Linked DNA regions of Gossypium hirsutum: region 2 is linked to region 1. The links are chromatin contacts, called in public Hi-C maps. All regions are on one chromosome and are shown on one strand. The core of a region is the stretch at or near the end of the contact, and the rest is flanking DNA. Distances in the headings are between cores, read along the strand shown. Region 1 holds the start of LOC107893937 (putative E3 ubiquitin-protein ligase LIN-1). Region 2 holds the start of LOC107948548 (probable polyamine transporter At3g13620).

What was found. Hi-C and Micro-C count contacts between places; a contact is called where the count stands out from the background.
Region 2: a contact with region 1 is called in a Hi-C map of leaf, with 2.2 times the contacts expected there. The contact joins the promoter of LOC107948548 here to the promoter of LOC107893937 in region 1. A contact is called at or near these places in 2 of 34 Hi-C or Micro-C datasets (both in leaf).

The regions. Positions count from the first base shown.
Region 1 is chrA06:41,528,641-41,532,446 of Gossypium_hirsutum_v2.1, forward strand. It overlaps LOC107893937 (putative E3 ubiquitin-protein ligase LIN-1), which reads right to left and starts at 1,607. Exons shown (of 12, transcript XM_041115868.1): 1 at 1,364-1,607; 2 at 952-1,109; 3 at 737-799; 4 at 306-654.
Region 2 is chrA06:42,470,925-42,474,730 of Gossypium_hirsutum_v2.1, forward strand. It overlaps LOC107948548 (probable polyamine transporter At3g13620), which reads left to right and starts at 1,700. Exons shown (of 1, transcript XM_016883136.2): 1 at 1,700-3,564. The coding sequence starts at 1,937. The coding sequence ends at 3,358.

The DNA of each region.
Region 1 (3,806 bases), core at 357-2,856:
AATTCTTTAATCGCGTAAGTCCTTAAAGCGAAATATTTTCCAAATGAGAAATTTTTAAATTCTCGATTGGGGAACAATAGCTCGTATACATAGAAAAGTATATGGGCGGCAGAAGGAATTTTGGGGGAGGGACTTTGCTGGAAGGTGGGTAGGGGCATGGATATCTCGGTTCTTCATGATGCGTGGATTCCGGATAAAAGAAATTATAGATTACCGTCAATTGTTAATAATTTATGTGATTTTAAAGTTGCTGAGCTTATTGATGTTCATAATAGAAGCTGGAAATGAGAGAAGATTGTCAATACCTTTCCTCACAAAGTAGCTGAGAAGATTCTGCATATTCCTCTGGTGAAAGCTCCTCATGATGATTTCCTGGCTTGGAGTGGTGAACTCTCGGGAGAATACTCTATCCGTAGTGCCTATAAACAAGGTTGGAAGATCCTAGTGCTTATGCTTTACAGACCGACTACAACAATTTCTATAAAAAACTATGGCTATCTACCCTCCAAAATTAAGATTACAGTTTGGAAAATCTCCTGGAATTATTTGCCTACACGAGCTAACATGCAATACAGAAAGCTAATTACTAATATGCAATCTGCCCTCGATGTGAATCAGCAGTGGAAACAATGGACCATCTCTTCTGGGAATGCCCTGTATCAATGACAATATGGATAGAACTATCATTCCAGAAGCTTCTATAGGAACCTAATATGGAATTTCTACAATGGCTAACCTGGGTGTTTGCCCAGAATAATATTTCCTTGTGTAGATTATTTTGTTGCGCGTTATAGGCAATCTGGGGAGAAAAAAACAATAGATTACATAAGAAAGTTAGTAGATCTGGGAAAGAAACTGCAAATTTTGTCCAGAGCTACATCAGTGAGGTAGATGGGAATGAAAAAGAAACACAAAAAATTACCCAGGACGTCAGTAAATGGAAACATCCACCTGATCAGATAGTGAAGATTGATTTTGACGCAGCATATGATAAAAGATCAGTCAAGCGGCTCCAGGGATAGTGGTTAGAAATAGTGGAGGAAAGGCCTTAATATCTTGCTCAGAGATTCATCACCAGATAGGCTCAGCTTTCACTGCAGAGGCACTCGCTTGTTGTAGAGCAGTCCAAATCGGGATGGAGATGAAATGGTCCAAGATCAATATTGAGGGTGATTCATTATCAATCATCAAGAAATGCAAGGAAAACAGAGAGGAAAAATCACATATCGGAGCATATATACATGACATCCAGCAAATAATGTTTAGATCTAGAAACTTAACGTTTGCATATATCCCAAGAGTAGCAAATATGTTAGCACATTTACAAGCCAAAGAATCAATGAAGAAAAGGGAGGAGATATACCTGGTGGATAGTGTTCCTAAATATGCCGAATTTCAGAGAGTAAATGATAGTGTGTGTGAACCGGATTGAAAATGGATAGAGAAGAAGAGAAAGAAAGGGAAGCTGTGAAAATGGGCAGATCAACAGACAAAGTGTTAAATGCCCCCTTTGGAATTGTGAAAACGTCTTGAAGAAGAAATGCCAGCCTAGCAGACAAGACGTGCAACAGGTTTTCTGATTGTGCAGAATAGGGGTTATAATTATGGTATTCTAGAATACTCTTAATTTAGTTTTTGAATTTCCTTTTGGGCCAAAGCTTAAGTGTTAGGCCTCTTTTTGTCTAGTTTATTTCTGTTTTGATTTGTTGGATATTACGTTTTATGGTCAAATAAGCCCAATCTGATTTTTGTCAAAAAAAAAAACAATCGGTGTTATATTAAATCAATATTAATTTTAATTTTAATTTTAAAATATAAATAAATATAATAAAAAATTAAAGCATAATATCAATAAAATAAATATGTAATGATTTTTTATTTTATTTTTTTCTATACGTATTAACACGTGAATTATTTAAAATACAAAAATTATATGTTTTACAAAAATTAACTAATTAATTTTGTTTAGTAATTTTAAAAATATGTAATTATTAATTTAATTGTAAGTTAAACTTTTAAATTATATATTTTCATTTTGGTATTAAAAATATTATGATATTTATATAAATATCTATTTTTTACTTTGTTATTAAGTTATACAAATTTGAGAATTTTTGTTATAAATTTACAATTACTTTTTATTATCATTTTTTATTTTTATGTTTTATATAATTTATTATTTTATGAAATAATGTTTTTATATTTTATTATAAATTATTTAGTACTCCTTTTATATTTATGTTATTAATTGCTTATAAAATATTGTTATTTACTGTTATGTTGTACATAAGTTGAAAATCAATTATAATTAGAGTTGTACATTGCCTGAGTCGAGTCTGTCCAAAAAAAATAAGAGAGTTTGGGTGAAAATATAAATTTAAAAAATGAGTTTGGACAAAAAAAAAGTTCATATAGAAAACGGGTTAGATCTCGGGTAATGTTTTTTTGGCCCCGAGTCCGACCCAACCTAAATTTTCAATAGAAAACCTTGCTGTTTTTGTTGTTATTTTCCCACTTTTTGCCACTATTTGTTATCATTTCACTATTATGTTGCTACTATTTTGTTGTTAATGTTTGGATATTGTATAACACTTACTTTATTGTTTATTTTGCTACTATTTTAGAGGCATTTACTTATTAAGCTCCACTTATCTTAGTGTTATTTAAATATAAACACTTTTTTAATTTATTTTCAATTTGTTGGGAAACATTTATTTTAATGTTTTAAGTATATTTGGTGTATTATATTTTTTAAATTTTTTTACATAAAATTGAAGTTAAAAAAATTAATACGGGTCAAGTCGGATTGGATCTAAATTTTAGCATTTTTATTCGGGCTGGGTTTAGACAAATATTTAAGCCCATTTTCTTGGTTAGACTAGACCAAAAGCTAACAATTGGACCTAAAATTTCATTAGGACCCGACTCAATTCATGAACAACTCTAAGTACAACTTAACATATTAGTAATTTTTTAAATTTAAAACATGCAACTTAACCAAATAATGTAATAAATATTATACAACAAAGCTTAAATTATAATTCCACTTAGATATAGTAAAAGTTATAATGCAATTAGTAATTTGATCTCCTGATATCAATCATGTACTATTATTGTATTTGTCTACAATTTTGTTAGCTACTATTAATATCATTACTATTTATATATAATTTATTATCAAGTTATTTATCATATGATACTATTTTTTTATAAAATTTATAAAATATTATTAATAAATTACACATCTTTCGACTATTTGAGAGATTTAAATTTAGTTATCAAACTATTAAAATTTATTAATTTGAGCACTACAATTAATAAAATAAAATTAGCAATTTAATAAGTGTTAGTATTATGCCATATATTAGGTAATATATAGTATTACCAATTCTTTAATGTATCACACAATATTTCTCACACTCTATTATAATTTTAAATCAAAAGAATAAAAAGCTTGATTACCATTTTTTTAATTATAATTATTTGTTTTGTTATTTTTATTAATAAATTACACAATTAACCATTCTACTATTTGAGAGTTTTGGACTCAATCACCCAACAATTAAAAATATAAATTTGGAAACTAACATTAATGACATACAAATTTTGGTAACCTAATTGTCAAAGACTAACAATTTGTTATACCTAAAAATATCAAGAGAAGATGCAAATTGGTATTTTAAAATTTCAACAAACTTTTCTACAATAAATGATTAAGGAAAGAAAAGTTTCAGCAATTGATTTATAGATGTTCGTCCCTAATTATTTATGTCCATTACCTTGGTATACCATAACCAAAGGTTTCT
Region 2 (3,806 bases), core at 450-2,949, 940 kb after region 1:
CTCTCTTCGATGTTGTTTTCAGATCTATGACTGCTTGTTTAGATCTTACATTCCATTATATTTAGCGGTGACCAAAACTCGATTCGAAAAGTTTAAAATTTTTATTGAATTTTGAGTTAATCAATTCGAGTTATTCGATTTTTTGAATAAACTTGAATAAAAAATTTAATTTTTCGAATAAACTTGAATAAGTAATTCAGTTTTTTGAGTTTGAGTCGAGTTGAATTTTACAATTTGAATATTTTGAATAACAAATGGATGTAAATAACCCTTAAGTCCCTGACTGATTTGAAAAAGTGCAAATTGGTCCCTCTAAAAGAATTACAAAAAAATCAAATCAATCTTCAAGGGTTAATAATTTATATAATAAATTTATAAAATACTTTTTTTCCCAAAATTTTATAATATATTTAAAAATTAAAATTTATTTAAAATATATAAACACAAAATTATATCTTTTTAAAATTTCAAAATGATATATTTGAGTCCTTAAACAAGAAAATAAATTATCAAATCAAATTTACCATTCCAATTATCTTGACATTTTATTTTATTTTAAAATAGTTTTAAAATATATATGATATTTATGTTATTTAACTTGAAATTTAGTCATATTATTAATAAGAGTTCAATATGGCCAGTTTATATTTTTAAATTTAACCCTAACAAATTTGTTTGGCTGGATTCAACTCGAATATCATTTCACTTGAGTTGGCTTGAAAAAATTTCAAATCAAGATAGGATGATAAAATAGAACTCGCCAACTCCCCTAACTCGAAATTTTTTCACTCGATTCGATCGAGCACTCACCCATAATTATATTATTGAATTTTTCATTTTAAGTATTTTTATTATTTATGAAATTTATATAAGAATTTAATTTCACTAAAATATTTTTTTCTATATATCATAATTATAAATAAGAATTCTAATTTTATTAAAATACTTCTGTTAAAAGAACTTATATAATAATAATAATAATAATAATAATAAGCTATTACGTTTCTATTACCAAAAAGAAGTTGACAAGAAAAAAAAAGTTATTTTAGTTTTAACTAGCAAATTGTAATTCTTTATATAATACTTTTTTTTTAATTTTATATATGGACTTTTGCAAACATTACGTTTTATATTAATTATATGTTATGTATGAACTCAATTTATTAGAGAGTTTACTTTACAATATATCAAATTTTTATAATCAGTAGAAATGTTTTAATAATGATTAACATTTTTTATTAGTACTATATTTAAAATTAAAATAGTTTATTTATGTTTATTATTTTGAATAGTGTTGTTTTAGATTAATTACTTGAAATAATATTATAATATATACTGAATTTTAATTATGATTTGAATTTTTTTAATATCATAAAAAAATTATTGATTAATAATATATCGATTTTTTAATATGATATAAATTTTTAATTATTATTTTAATTTTTTTAATATTTGAATTGATAAATAAGTTAATATATTTTAACTATGATTCGAATTACAAATTAAAAAATATATAATTAAAAGTAAAATTTCTTAAGAATTAATTAAAAAATATGTTGATATAATTTAATTATGTTGATTTAAAAAATTAATTAAAAATTAAATTGGTAAATTTTCTTAAGAGTAGAAACTAAATTTTATGAAAGATTGACTATATCTAAAAACTGCTTGTCACTCGAATATTACTTTGCCCAAGTATGCAGTTCGATTGAATTGACAACCATATATAGCTGATAACGCGTGGGCCTAACTCCAATAATTATGGAGAAAGCCACTTGCAAGAGCTGTCTGCTGAGTTTTCACAGTTGCAGAGTGGATGGTTTAAAAATAGCTGCATCTGATGTTCAAATGGAGGAGTGAATTTACTTGCAAAATCGAGCCAACATTCAAGGGCTTTTGAGCATTCCAATTCCTAAAGTAAGTGCAAGCGATCCTGATGGGAGACTCCAATTACTCCCAGCAGCTCTTAGACCACCAGGAAACTCTTCCGACCACCAAGGCTGCCAGTGCCAGTCAAAACCACAAAAAGCTATCTATCATCCCCTTCATCTTCCTCATCTACTTCGAGGTCTCCGGGGGAGCATATGGTGCAGAGGCAGCAGTAGGTGCCGCTGGGCCCCTTTGTTCCATATTGGGGTTCCTCATTTTCCCTTTCCTATGGAGCATACCTGAGGCATTGATCACAGCTGAGCTTGCCACCACCTTCCCCGGTAACGGCGGCTACGTCATCTGGGCTCACCAGGCTTTTGGGCCATTCTGGGGTTCACTTATTGGTTCCTGGAAATTCCTCAGTGGGGTCATCAACCTCGCTTCATGCTCAGTTCTTTGTATCGAGTATATTAAGTTAGTTCTCCCACTTTTCTCTTGTGGGGCATCACGATACTTTGCAGTAGTGTCATTAGCTTTGGTTTTATCTTTCTTAAACTACACAGGCTTGGTTGTAGTTGGTTACACTGCAATACTTTTAGGTATTTTTTCACTTGTACCATTCATATTGTTGGCTTTGATTTCAATTCCCAATATTGATCCAAGTAGATGGATCAGTTTGAATGAGGACCGAGTTAAAACCGATTGGTCATTGTTTTTCAATACCCTTTTTTGGAACCTGAATTTCTGGGACAATGCCAGTTCTTTAGCAGGTGAAGTGGATCGACCCCAAAAGACATTCCCTAAAGCTCTTTTCTCAGCCGGGCTGCTCACTTGTTTAGCTTACCTGGTGCCACTTTTAGCCGCTACTGGGGCTATACCACTAAAGCAAGAAAATTGGGTTAATGGCTATTTTGCTGATGTAGCCCAACTCATTGCAGGCAAGTCGTTAATGATCTTCCTTGAAATTGGTGCAGTTTTATCAAGTATTGGATTCTATGAAGCACAACTCACTAGTTGCGCATACCAGCTTCTTGGAATGGCTGATTTAGGGGTTTTGCCTCAATGTTTCTCGGTGAGATCCAAGTGGTTTAACACACCTTGGTTAGGGATTTTGGTCTCAACTTTGATAACTGTAGCAGTTTCTTCTATGAACTTTGCAGACTTAATTTCTTCAATTAATTTCTTGTATAGCTTAGCGATGTTACTAGAATTTGCATCTTTCCTTTGGTTGAGGAGAAAATTGCCAATGATGGAAAGGCCTTTTAGAGTGCCATTGGAGTTGCCTGGTTTGATTATGATGTGCTTGATTCCTTCTGGATTTTTGGTCTATATTATGTCGCTGGCTAATGGAACTGTGCTTTTGGTGAGTTCTGTAGTGAGCGCTCTTACCATTTTATGGTACTTTATGACGAACCATTTCTGCAAGTCCAACATGTGGAACCACTTTAATAATGTTGGACCAAAATTGATGGATCAGGATTTGGACTAGACTGGCTGATTAAGATTGCTGTTAATTAGTTTGAAAAGTAATTACCTATCTGAATTTGATAAATCATTGCAGCTAACAGTGGCAAAATGTGAGTTGAAATTGTTAAAAATTTTGTTGGCTTCGTTTATTCATGAGTTTATTTATGGGTTAATACCTAGTTTTTGTAATTCGAAAGTATTTAATTAGTATTTAAAATTTTTTCTATATTTAGTTGGTATTTGAGCTTGTATTTTATTATCAAGAATGATATTTAGCTACTAACATTATTAATTTGTGTTGATGTTACAATGTTGGTCAAATGTTACAATGTTGGTCAATCTTATAGTAATATATGACAATCTCTCATACATAAACTAAAAGAATTAAGAAATCTTTTTAAATATAAATAAATTTTAAAAGTACAACTTTTTTTGACATGTTCAAATATTAACTAAGTACTTTTTAGATA